Linked DNA regions of Rattus norvegicus: region 1 is linked to region 2. A link is a contact called in public Hi-C data. All regions are on one chromosome and are shown on one strand. The core of a region is the stretch at or near the end of the contact, and the rest is flanking DNA. Distances in the headings are between cores, read along the strand shown. Region 1 holds the start of Nol10 (nucleolar protein 10). Region 2 holds the start of C6h2orf50 (similar to human chromosome 2 open reading frame 50).

Region 1 (5,675 bases), core at 1,210-3,709, 350 kb after region 2:
AAGGATGCTGAGGTGCCATGGTAGTGGATTGTTGAGGCTTGGCGACATATAGAGGATCTAATACATTATCTAATATTTAGTGACAAATACCTAAAAATAGACCCATCCTAAGATGAATAAAGACTTGTGGGTTCTCTAAAGAGTTGGGTTTTTGGAGTTGGGAGAAATGGCTTAACGGTTCAGAGCACTTATTGCTCTTCCAGAAGACTCGACTTTGGGCCCTAGCACCCTCACAAACACCTGCGACTTCAGTTCCATGGGATTCGACGTCTTTGGGTATAGGTACCTGCACTCCTGTGCAAATACATACATACACAAAATTTAAAATAAAAAAACAAATGAATTTCATTAACTACGATGGACTGCTATCTTAAGGGAATTATAGTCCCTATAGAAAAAAAGCCAAGTTTAGAAACAAAACACAGCATTACATTTGGCTCAATACTATCAAAGCTGCAGGGTATGTTAAATAATCACACATTTTGCTCACGTAAACCTTGAATCTGCTGTTAATGGCATTTATACAGCACAGGAAAATAAGCAAAATATTTAACAGGTGAGTCTTGATAAACCAGTAGAACTTGGGTATAAGGGTATGGGAGGTGTTCTGAAGTCTAACTCAGCAAAGCTTCAGATACAGAATGACACCAAGTGCTCAAACATCTAGGGGCTGCAGGAAACAGAACTGAACTGAAGCAAAATGGCCTAGAACCTTTAACTGCAACATTAGAAATAGAACACATCAATAAACTGCCCAATACTCTTGCTTCAAAATTCTTTTTAAAATATTTATGTATTTACTTATCTGTCTATGGACATGAATATGTCACTGAGGACATACGGAGGCCAGAGAATGATTGGCAGAAGCCTGTTCTCTACTTCTGTCACGTGGGTTCCAAGGACTCAGGCCATCAGGCATGGTGGCAAGCACCTTTACCTACTGAGCCATCTGCCCAGGGTGGCCTTGAATTCACTATATAGGTATTACTTTCAATGCCTCATCCTTTTGCCTTCTCCTCTGAAGTGCTGAGACTGGATGCACACACCACCATGCCCAGCCTTTTTTCTTCCTTTTTAAATACAACAGAGATGCCAAGGTTTAGATCATCAATATGGGAACCAGAGGCAGGAATGGGCTATTCTACAGATTTAGCCAAGGTGGCTATGAAGCCAGCATTGAATTTAAAAAAAAAAAAACAAAAAACAACAACAACAAAAAAAGCATGGTGGGACACTGAATTAAGGAATCTGGTTATGGATGAAGGAAGGCTGGCAACTGTGGTGACACAACTAGGGTCTGGAGGTCAGAGAATATTCTAGTTTTGAAGATGTGAAATGACTTTTGGTTGAGTTATTACATGGTAAGTTTTGGGATTCCAACCTTTATACATTTATTTATTTTGTTGAGACTGTAACCCAGGCTGGCCTTGGTAATTCTACAGTCTCGGCCTTTCAGATACTTGAATTTTAGATGGGGATTACTATGCCTAGCTTTAGAATCGGCAATTCTCCAGTCTAATTTGGAAGAACACAAGTGTAAGAGGGTACTCTGTCTCAATCACCTAAGTAAAAAATTCTTGAGCACATCTGCGGGTGCTCCCAGAGGAAAGATCAGTTGTCCCAGAAAGGAGTTGAAGCAGCTGTTTTAACTTCAAGAGACTGACAGGGTCTTGCAACTGAAGCACGAGGTGGTCTGAGTGGAGTCTACATGGCTCCATCTTAAGAACTGGGAGTCCAGAGCATGTGCCAACACTACTTGGATGGAAAGCTGCACAGAAAAGTCCTGTAGCTGATCCGCTTTGCTCAGAAAGGTCTCCACCGAGAGTACAATCCTTCCTAAAGCCAATAGAAACTAATGAGCCACAGCCCAAGGGCAAATTTAGATAAAAGTACCCGACTGTTGCTGAGCGGAGGACTAGAGGGGGCCTCGAGTATGATAGCTTAAGTGCCTACCAAAGATTCTCGAGCCAGGATTTGGTAGTGGTTTCACATGACTTTAGAGAAAACATTACTTAACCATTCTCTCCTTCCCAGATTCGTCTTTTCATAATGTGTTTGGAAGAGGCTAGAAAGACAGGAGAAGGTCCTCTCTAGCAGACAGCCTCTGCTGTTATAAAGTCACCCAAAGTCCTCAGATGTGGTCAACAGAGGCAGCCTGTACTGAAAGAGCAGTACAATTTACGAACTTCCTAAAAACCGTAAGAGGCTATAACTGTTACATTCTAGTCTCGAACGATATCAGGTTCAAACTCACTTCCCCATCTCATGCTTTCTCGTACGATTTTTCTTTTCATTTTCGCTTTTTCCAACCCCAGAGCAACTGCACATCTCTCTGGACTCGCTCTGCTCGTCTCTAGTGTTTCCGCCCTCGGGCGTCCAAGTGGGCGTGCACTTCCGGAGTCAGGAAGTGCGTCATCAACTCGCGCTAGTTCCTGCACGTTGTGCCGGTTCGCTTAGGATTTGGATTCAGGCGTATTCTGCTGGGCCGGCGTTCTGTGACTGCGTGCCGGACTCCGGCTTCTCTGCGCCGCGATGCAGGTCTCCAGCCTCAACGAAGTGAAGATTTACAGCCTCAGCTGCGGCAAGTCTCTCCCTGAGGTGAGTCCTCATCCTCTCGCCGCCGCTACTCCTCTCTTTGCCCTCTTTATATATCTATAATTTATTATTGGCTGACTGTGCTGGCTGGTTTTATGTCAACTTGACACAAGCTAGAGTTAACTGAAAGGAGGGAACCTCAATTGAGATAATGCCCCCATGAGATCTAGCTGTAGGACATTTCCTTAATTAGTGTTTGATGGGGAAGGGCTTGGCCGAGCGGGCCAGTAAACAGTATTGCTCCATGGCCTTTGCATCAGCTCCTGCCCCCGGGTTCCTGCCTTGTTTGAGTTTCTGCCTTGAGCTCCCTCAGTGACGGACCTGATGTAGAAATGTGACTGATATAAATTCTTTCCTCCCCAAGATGTGACAGCATAGAAACCCTAAGACAACACCTTTGTTTTGCCTGTAATAGATTCATGTAAGATCATGCTGACTGTCTAGAAACTACTCTACATCCTTTAATTGAAACATTATTGCCTGAAATACAGTCAGAGCAATACAGTCACAGACTGTAAGGCACTCACTTACTGCAGAGAGAAGGAAAATTATGGCCCACCCCTAGGCTCTTCAAAATATCATGTTCCAAATGCAGGCTGCCTCAGTGTATACTTAGGGTCTGGAGACCGCATATCTAGAGACTTCAAAAGATTATTTTGCTAGTAACAATAGTACATTGGCTTTTCCCTTTTAGAAAATTTTTTCCCATGGGGGGGTGTTTAACCTCAAATTTATTGACATTTTAAGCTGACAGTTCCTTGCTGCTGGTGTTGTTTTATATAATGTTTGCCAGCATCCCTGGTCCACACCTAACCAATTGGGATGACAGACTAAAACTTAAAAGTTGCCATAAGCCCTCTGGGAAGCAAAATTGTCCCAGTAGAGACCTGTCCACTCAGTGTCACTGTAACTGACAAGTGCTTTTTCATTGCTGTTCATTCTACTGTTGCCTGTAGAACAAAATTGGCTCTCAGTGAATGTGTTATTAAAAACCACTTCTTATCCAAGGTCAGCTGTTAGGCCAGTCCTATGTCTGTTCCTACTCTTTGTGAGAAATATATTTGTCTGGCAAAGAGACACATTTATAATCCCATTGCTTGGAAAGCTGAGGCAGGAGGATTGCGAGCTTGTGTTCATCCTGGGCTACAGAGCTACGTAGTGTGACTCTGTCTCAACACACGAACATGCACACACATTGGGGGCACTCACTCCATATAGAAATTAATTAAAACCCATCATTTCGAGAATTTGCATTCTCTTAGCTTAGATGGATTAGTTTTATGCTTTTTAAATTTTTTTAAAGAGTTATTTATTTTTTATGTATATGAGTAGTACGCTGTAATTATCTTCAGACATACCAGAAGAGGTCATCGGATCCCATTACAGATGGTTGTGAGCCATCATGTGGTTGCTGGGAATTGAACTCAGGACCTTTAGAAGAGCAGTGAGTGCTCTTAATCTCTCCAGCCCAGTTTTACACTTTTAATGCTTTGTAAAACAGATGTTTTAAAAAATTGTTTAGTATATGTAAATATATTTTCTTTTCAAAAAATCCAGAATATGAGGGCTGAAGAGACGGCTCAGCGCTTATAGCACTGACTGCTCTTCCAGAGGTTCTGAGTTCAATTCCCAGCAACCACATAGTGGCTCACAACCATCTGTAATGGGATCTGATGTCTTCTTCTAGTGTGTCTGAAGACAGCAACAATGTACTCACATGTATAAAACAAATATGTCTGTTTTAAAAAGCTGGAAAGATGGCTCAGTGATTAAGAGGACTTTCTGTTCTTCCAGAGGTCCTGAGTTCAATTCCCAGCAACCACATGGTGGCTCACAACCGTCTGCACTGGGATCTGATTCCCTCTTCTGGTGTGCAGGCATACATGCAGACAGAGCACTTATATACATAAAAAAATTAAAAGTTCAGAATATGTGTTATCATGGAGTTAAGAGTATAGAATACTCCCACTTCCCATTTTATTCCTGTAAGCTTACATTTTCTAAAGTGAACATTATTTTGCAAATAAAAGATAATTTAGGTGTGTTTTAAAGCATGCCATCTGTTTTCTTGTAGTGGCTTTCCGACAGGAAGAAGAGGGCACTGCAGAAGAAGGATGTCGGTGAGTATGCAGGGTGCTCCAGCTTGTCAGCTTCCTGTGGGGACAGTATCCTCAGCTCTCTGGCTCTCAAGTGTGGGAAATAAGCCTTCTCTCTCCGACATTGTTGGTTCCTGTCCCCCTGGTGGTATGGAGTCTCCCTTTCAAGTTAACGAGGTAGCCTCTCCTTCTTTCAAGGATGGCAGCAAGGCTCCTGGGTCAGAGGAGACTTTAGTGTTCATGACATGGCACCATGGCAGGAATATTAGCATGTTTATCTCAGTTGCCCCTTGGGACCCTCAGGAGGGCTTTAGCATGGCTCGGATGAGGCCTGTACGCAGTGGGTGTACGTTTCAGGGAAGAGCCCAGAGGTGGGAAGCCCACTGCTCAGATGAAAGTGGTCAGACTCTTGCAGGACTGCCACATTCAACAAGATGGCCCAAGGAAGACCTTCTTTCAAAACAATTCCAGAAGTGCTTTGCTCCTAGTGTGTTAGTAGAATCTCTTTTGCAATAGAGAGACAGTAAACGCTTTCTTTATAAACAGAAGAACTTTGTGTGCAGAATGTCTGGATGTAAACAATGAGGTCCGTCTGTAACTCACCTGGCTTTGATGGGTTTATTCCCATTGAATGCTTTCCAGTTCAGGTTGCCGATCGTGAAACGAGGCTTACCTTCCTGTAGATTTCAGATTTTAGCCAAGTCTCTAAAAACGGAGCACTAGGAGGGTTTCGACTGTGAGATTGAGATCTTTTGGCAAGCTTCTTGGAAAAATGGGCTCTATGTAGTTCTGAGTCAGGTAGAAAGTGAGATTTTTAACTCAGGAGGAAACACATGCTCAGAACCTACAGACTGGGTTTTTATCTGCCCCCCTTCCAGGGCGCTCATGTGTAACAAAATGGAGTCAGGTTATTTATGGGAAGAAACTGTTTTCTGGCCTGCTCAGGACTAATATGTCTAGCAATTCAAGTGGTTCAGTATTTGA
Region 2 (6,320 bases), core at 1,851-4,350:
ATACACACCACACACTTCCAAAAAGAAAAATATATCTTTAGTTGGTTGGTTGGTTTTTTTGAGACAGGGTTTTTCTGCATAGCCCTGACTATCCTGGAACTCTCTACGTAGAGCAGGCCGGTCTCAACCTCAGATCCACTTGCATCTGTCCCCCAAGTGCTGGGAGTAAAGGCATGTGCTACCACCTCCCAGTGAAAATATATCTTTAATAAAATCAACAAATACTGGATACTTTTTTTCTAAGTGTTCTATATAAATATTTTCTTTTCCATTAGACCCCTAGTTACTTAAAACAACACTTTTATTCCTCACTTCTATTCTGCTCAGAGCGCAGAGTAGGTCCTCAAAAAAAATTTAGTTAAATGAAGGAAGAAAGAAAGGGCAGATGTCCACACTGAAAGCAGTTTTCTGGAGGTTGGGGGTTGTGTCTTACCAGAGGGTCATAGTCCTTCAGGAAACCCCAATTCTCAGCCCTGGAAAGAAAGCACACGATTATCAAGGTTTTTTGTTTGTTTGTTTCTTAATGTACACTGGTGTTCTGCTGACATATAGATCTGTGTGAGGGTGTCGGGTTCCCTAGAACTAGAAATACTGACAGCATGCGGTTGCTGGGAATTGAACCCAGGTCTTTTGGAAGAGCAGCCAGTGCTCTTAACCACTCAGCCACCTCTCCAGCTCGATTGTATCTTGTTTGTTTGTTTGTTTTCTGGAATATCCTGAAAATTAACTTCTACTATGTCTTTAAGTGTTTGTATTACCATGGGGGAATTAAAACGCTATGTAACCACGATGAATGCCAAGTGCCCATGCTTTATTTATGGAGCAGCACACAGAGTGGCCAGTTACTTTTTCTATCTTGCTTTTGTGATTTCCACATATTCGTCCTACTCCAGGTGTGTTTAGCGCTTCTAGTTTACATGATCCTTATTTCTTCTTTTATTCTAGTCCAGGTTAGCTCAGAAAAAAATTTTAAAGGTTTATTTATTTTTTATTTTTATATAAGTACACTGTAGCTATTTACAGACACACCAGAAGAGGGCATCGGATCCCATTACACATGGTCATGAGCCACCATGTGGTTGCTGGGAATTGAACTCAGGACCTCTGGAAAAGCAGTCAGTGCTCTTAACCTCTGAGCCATCTCTCCAGTCCATGCTCAGGACTCTTGATGTAGCTGACAATGACCTTGGACGACAACGACTCCTCTTCCTCTTCTTCTTCTTCCTCCTCCTCCTCCTCCTCTTCCTCCTCCTCTTCCTCCTCCTTCTTCTTCTTCTCCTCTTATTTAAACTTGAGATGGGTTCTTATTGTGGTCCTGCTGGCCTGGAACTTTCTATGTAAACCAGGCTGGCTTTGAATTCACAGAGATCTGCCTGCCTTTGCCCCTTTGCCCCTTTGCCCCTCTGCCCCTCTGCGCTTCTGCCCCTCTGCCCCTCTGCCCCTCTGCCCCTCTGCCCCTCTGCCCCTCTGCCCCTCTGCCCCTCTGCCCCTCTGCCCCTCTGCCCCTCTGCCCCTTTCCCCCTCTGCCCCTCTGCCCCTCTGCCCCTGGGATTAAAGGTGTACAAGTTACAGCAGGCAAACTTGACCTTTGGGTCCTCCTGACTCTACCTTCCCAATGCTGGGATTGCAGCCTTTGGTCATCACCTTTTGCGATGGTTTGGATGAGAATGATCTCTATATGCTTATTTATTTGAACAGTTGGCTCCTATTGGTGGAACTGTTTGGAAAGGATTAGGAGGTGAGGCCTTGTTAGAGGAGGTGTGTCATTGGGTGGGCTTTGTAAGCTGCCTTAGTCATGGTGTTTTATCACAGTAATAGAAAGGCATTTCTGTTTTTTTAAAAGATGATATATATATACATATATATACATACATATATATATATACATATATATATATATGCATGCGCAGATACTGTAGCTTTTTTAAGACAAACCAGAAGAGGGCATCATATTCCATTACAGATGGTTGTGAGCCACCATGTGGTTGCTGGGAATTGAACTCAGGATCTCTGGAAGAGCAGTCAGTGCTCTTACCCACTGAGCCATCTCTCTGGCCCCACTTGTGCATTCTTTAAAAATGTCTAATATGAGGGGTTGGGGATTTAGCTCAGTGGTAGAGCACTTGCCTAGCAAGCGCAAGGCCCTGGGTTCGGTCCTCAGCTCCGAAAAAAAAAATGTCTAATATGTAAAGCTGAAGCCTAACGTGTTTTAGTTGCCTTTTGTCCTGGAAGGGAGACCCCCTTGGTACCCTGGGCAAACAAACCTACCACGCTTCCCCTAGTATTCTTCACTGAATAAAAGCAAGAACAAGGCTCCCCAACCCAACCCCCAGACCAGCATCCCGCCCCAGGCAGTACCTGGTTTCCAGCTGCCAACTTCTTCCCAGAAGAGGATAGAGATGTTATTGTTTGTCCGGAGATGGGCCCAGAGCCCTGTCTATGCCTGTATTCCCTGCTATCTTTGGGAAAGAGTGCCTTGGCTCCTCCATAGTCTGAGCCTCTGCTGACCTCTCTCACACCCTACTTCCATGTTCTCCCCCTCTGATCTTTCCATATATCCTCAGCACTTTCTCAGACCAAGGCGAGTGGAGGTGTGGGAGGTCTCAGGGAGAAAGGAGGCGGGGCAGGACACTCACCAACGCCGCTGGCCCCGCGCTTCGGCTTCCACAAGCTCCCTCCACAGCTGGTCCTGCTGCACACCCGGGGCTAGAGTCCCCTGGGAACCACCCACGAGAGCCCTGCCTGCTGCCGGGCCATCCCGGCCCGGGGAAATTGTGGCAAGCTGCCTGGTAGGGGGCAGTTGGTACCCTGATGATGTGGTTCTAGGAAGCCCAGTGTGTTGGCTGCCCATGGCAGGCTAGATAAGCAGGAGAGGAAGAGAAGAAAGAAAAGAGAAAGACTGGTTGAGACTCTCTCGTCTTAACCCAGAATAACCTGCACAAGGTGTTCCCACATCGTCCCACACCGGATCTCGAGCTCAGAGAGAGTGGCAGATGGGGACCAAAAACACTCCAGGCTGGGACAGCATCTGTGCCCAGCTGTGTTTTGCAGCCCTGCCTGTGTTGACCGTCGCCCAGGGAACAGGCGAGTCCCGAGTGCGCATGGGGCGGAAGGGGCGGACCCGGTTTGTGCCCTCTGAGGACGTCTGAGCCACTCAGTGGGTGCAGATGGTAGGTGCTTTGCCCAGTTCTTCCCCTGAGCAGGAGGGCGGGACAGTGTCTGACGCTGGATCTCGGGAGGCGGTGAGTGCTCCATGCTCCGGGGATCTGGGAAGGCTGGTGAACTCGAGCACGGTCGTGTGCTTCCCCCTGGTGGAAAACTCAGCCTCCCAGACCAAAAGAGCAGGGGCAGGAAGTGAAGATATCTTAATTAGGGTTTCTAATTGCTGTAAGGAAATATCAAAGCAAGTTAGGAAGGAAATGGCTTATCTGGCTTCCACTTCCATATAGTAATCCATCATTAAAGGAATTCGGGACAGGAACTCAAACAGGGCTAAAACCTGTAGATAGGAGCTGATGCAGAAACCGTGGAGGGCTATTGCTTACTGGCTTACATGGCCTGCTATCTTTAAAAAAGATTTGTTTGTTTGTTTAATGTATATAAGTGCTCTAGCTGCATGTACACCTGCATGCCAGAAGAGGGCATCAGACCATATCGTAGATGGTTGTGAGCCACCGTGTGGTTGCTGGGAATTGAACTCAGGACCTCTGGAAGAGCAGCCAATGAACTGAGGCATCTCGTCAGCCTTCAGCCTTAAAACCCAGGACCTCCTACCCAGGGATGGCCTGGGCCCTCCCCCATCAATCAATCAATCAATCACTAAGACATGACTCACTAGCCCCACCCCCTCACTAGCAGCAGCACTCAGAAGAGCTGGCTCTGCACCTTAACTGGGCAGCACAGTGGAGCTGGCCCTGACGGTGAAGGGACGGGGATCCAGGCCAGAGGGCATGAGAACAGGAGAGATGAACGTGCCTCCTGCCCACGTCAGCACTGGGTGGTCTAGCTGGAGCCGTGCTGGACAGCTATCCCTGGAGGTACAGAGAAGGGAACGTTGAGGCGCTGACCCTCTCAGTTACCACCCGTGCCCAGATCCCGGGCTCTGAATTGGCCTACTCCAAAATCTATATCGTTTGCAAATGGTTGGGACACACGAAAGGGCCAGTCCTGCTTATCCAAAGCTGTAGGATCCCCACAACATGAAGCAACAACAGGATAATGAGGAGGAGTCCTGGTGACAATCCAATGTGGATGGTGTCACAGGAGCCAGAGACCTGGAAGCGCAGGCCAATGACTCACTGCAATGAACATTTGCAAGTGACGGTGTGGGACAGAAGGATGTACTGTGGGACACACTGCAGCTTCTACAATGAGATGTTTTCTAGGTCTTTTTTCTTTTTCTCTTTGTGTGTGTGTGTGTGTGTGTGTGTGTGTGTGTGTGTGTGTGAGAGAGAGAGAGAGAGAGAGAGAGAGAAGAGAGAGAGAGAGAGAGAGAGAGAGAGAGAGAGAGAGAGAGAGGCTATTTTGTGGGGAGGTGGCAAGGACAAAGGGTGGATACGAAGGGATGAAGGTATGGGAGATGAATGGGACTGGGCTGCATAATGTGAAACTCACAAAGAATCAATAAAAAGTTTTCCTTTTAAAGTGAATTATGGAGGAAGAAAATTTTAAAAATGCCTTACAGCTGGATCTTATGGAGGCATTTTCTCAACTGATGCTCCCCCCTCGCTGATGACTTTAGCTTGTGTTAAGCTGACCTAAAACTAGCCAGGGCCGCAATGTATGCTCCTTCTGAAAGCCCAGAGAACCTGCAGCGTCCTGTCATTGATACTGCGGAGCCTTCCAACCACCCTCGGCAGCTTTAGTAGACATAGGCTCTACACTGTGTCACACTCAGGACCGCAGTGAAACCCAGTCTACAGGGAAGAATACAACAGGGGTGATTGTCAAGGTGGCCTGAGTTAGCTTATCATAAGAGGCACATTGCAGACTTAAGGGTGGGAGTTCTGCTGCGCACCCACTTCTGTTTCTTCCCTAATCCTGAGAAGCCCAGTTCTTTCTGTGGCACCAGTGGGTTTTTCATCCAGCTCAGCCAAACTCAGACCCTCCCATCTGCTGTTCCAGGCACCCTCTTTTCTTCTTTATCGTTGGAGCTGGGTCTATTGATAGACCTCTCAATCCTTCCCTCACACTTTGTGTCTGACTCCTGTTAGGCAAGGTGCTCCTTCCCTGTACAGCCAGAGAACAGAAACAGTTAACCAAGTGTAGACAGAGGTGCCTTAAGTGGAGAGATGCTCTGGGACTCAGCCAATAGTTCACACCTCCTCTAGTTTCTGCTCTCTTATTGTGTGTCTGTTTCCTCTCCAGCAGTGAAGCTCCTTAGGATACAAAGTAAACAAAAGAATACCAGGAAGTCCCTGAAACTGACCAGATTCACTAGGCTCCTCCTTTCCTGACAGTGAACAATAGCCAGTGCTGAGAGTTCCACTAAAAGGAACCAAGCTGCAAAGGAGACTTAGGAGACCACCCAAGTGGCCTGGAAGAAGCAGAGACCTCTGGAGCAGCGGGGAAGAACAACAGAGCCACTTGGAAAGCACACTCCCCTACCTGTTGAGTTGCCTGCAGGTTGTACCGTGTGCACCAGGCTGCCAACTTTTGTGAGCTGTCACCCACACTGTTGTGGTCTTGGGTGATGCAACTGTCTGACTCATATCTACCTCTGTAAGTAATCCCAGTAAAACTCATTGGTTTACCTACTAAGACTTTGGTGGTATCCATACTTTGGTCTGTCGTAGGTTCTCTATCTGGGGTTAACAGATGCCTGTTGCTTCTCCCCAGGAAAATTTCATTACAAAAGAGGCAGCAGGATTTAATCTTTACAGATGAGAAGGATTTTGAAGGTACAAGAGAGAAGACAAGGGAGGAGGCATAGTTTGGGGCTCGAGGTCGGATACAGATGCAGCCAGGCGTGTGAATATTTTGTACCTTATTCTGCACAGAGCCGGCAGTGATAAGTTATAACCACCAAGGTAACCGCAAAGTTAGAACCATCAGGAAGGGACCGAGGAGCCTTCCATGGCTGCGACCCTTGGGAAGGGTGGTGCTGAAGCCACAGTGGTCTCAAGCAGAGGCTAGTGTAGCAGAGACTCAGTGGGCAGGCAGGGAGCACCTTGAGCACCTTGAGTCATTTGGTGTTGATATGCAGGACAGCTGTGGAGTGTTGCAGAGCTTCGCGTCGGGTAAAAAACCTGAGATCAATTCCGGGGCTTAAAAAAACCACCAATCTCGGTCCCCAGCTCCGAAAAAAAGAACCAAAAAAA

The links. Hi-C and Micro-C count contacts between places; a contact is called where the count stands out from the background.
Region 1: a contact with region 2 is called in a Hi-C map of mammary epithelial cells, with 2.1 times the contacts expected there. The contact joins the promoter of Nol10 here to the promoter of C6h2orf50 in region 2. A contact is called at or near these places in 4 of 12 Hi-C or Micro-C datasets (the A7r5 cell line, the Rat2 cell line, Schwann cells and 1 more).

The regions. Positions count from the first base shown.
Region 1 is chr6:45,870,522-45,876,196 of GRCr8, forward strand. It overlaps Nol10 (nucleolar protein 10), which reads left to right and starts at 2,460. Exons shown (of 21, transcript NM_001014076.1): 1 at 2,460-2,598; 2 at 4,670-4,715. The coding sequence starts at 2,533. It also overlaps a transcript of Atp6v1c2 not described here.
Region 2 is chr6:45,522,710-45,529,029 of GRCr8, forward strand. It overlaps C6h2orf50 (similar to human chromosome 2 open reading frame 50), which reads right to left and starts at 3,101. Exons shown (of 4, transcript NM_001415120.1): 1 at 2,637-3,101; 2 at 434-473. The coding sequence starts at 2,851. LOC134479346 (a long non-coding RNA gene) reads left to right here and starts at 3,034. Exons shown (of 2, transcript XR_010052536.1): 1 at 3,034-3,170; 2 at 5,368-5,760.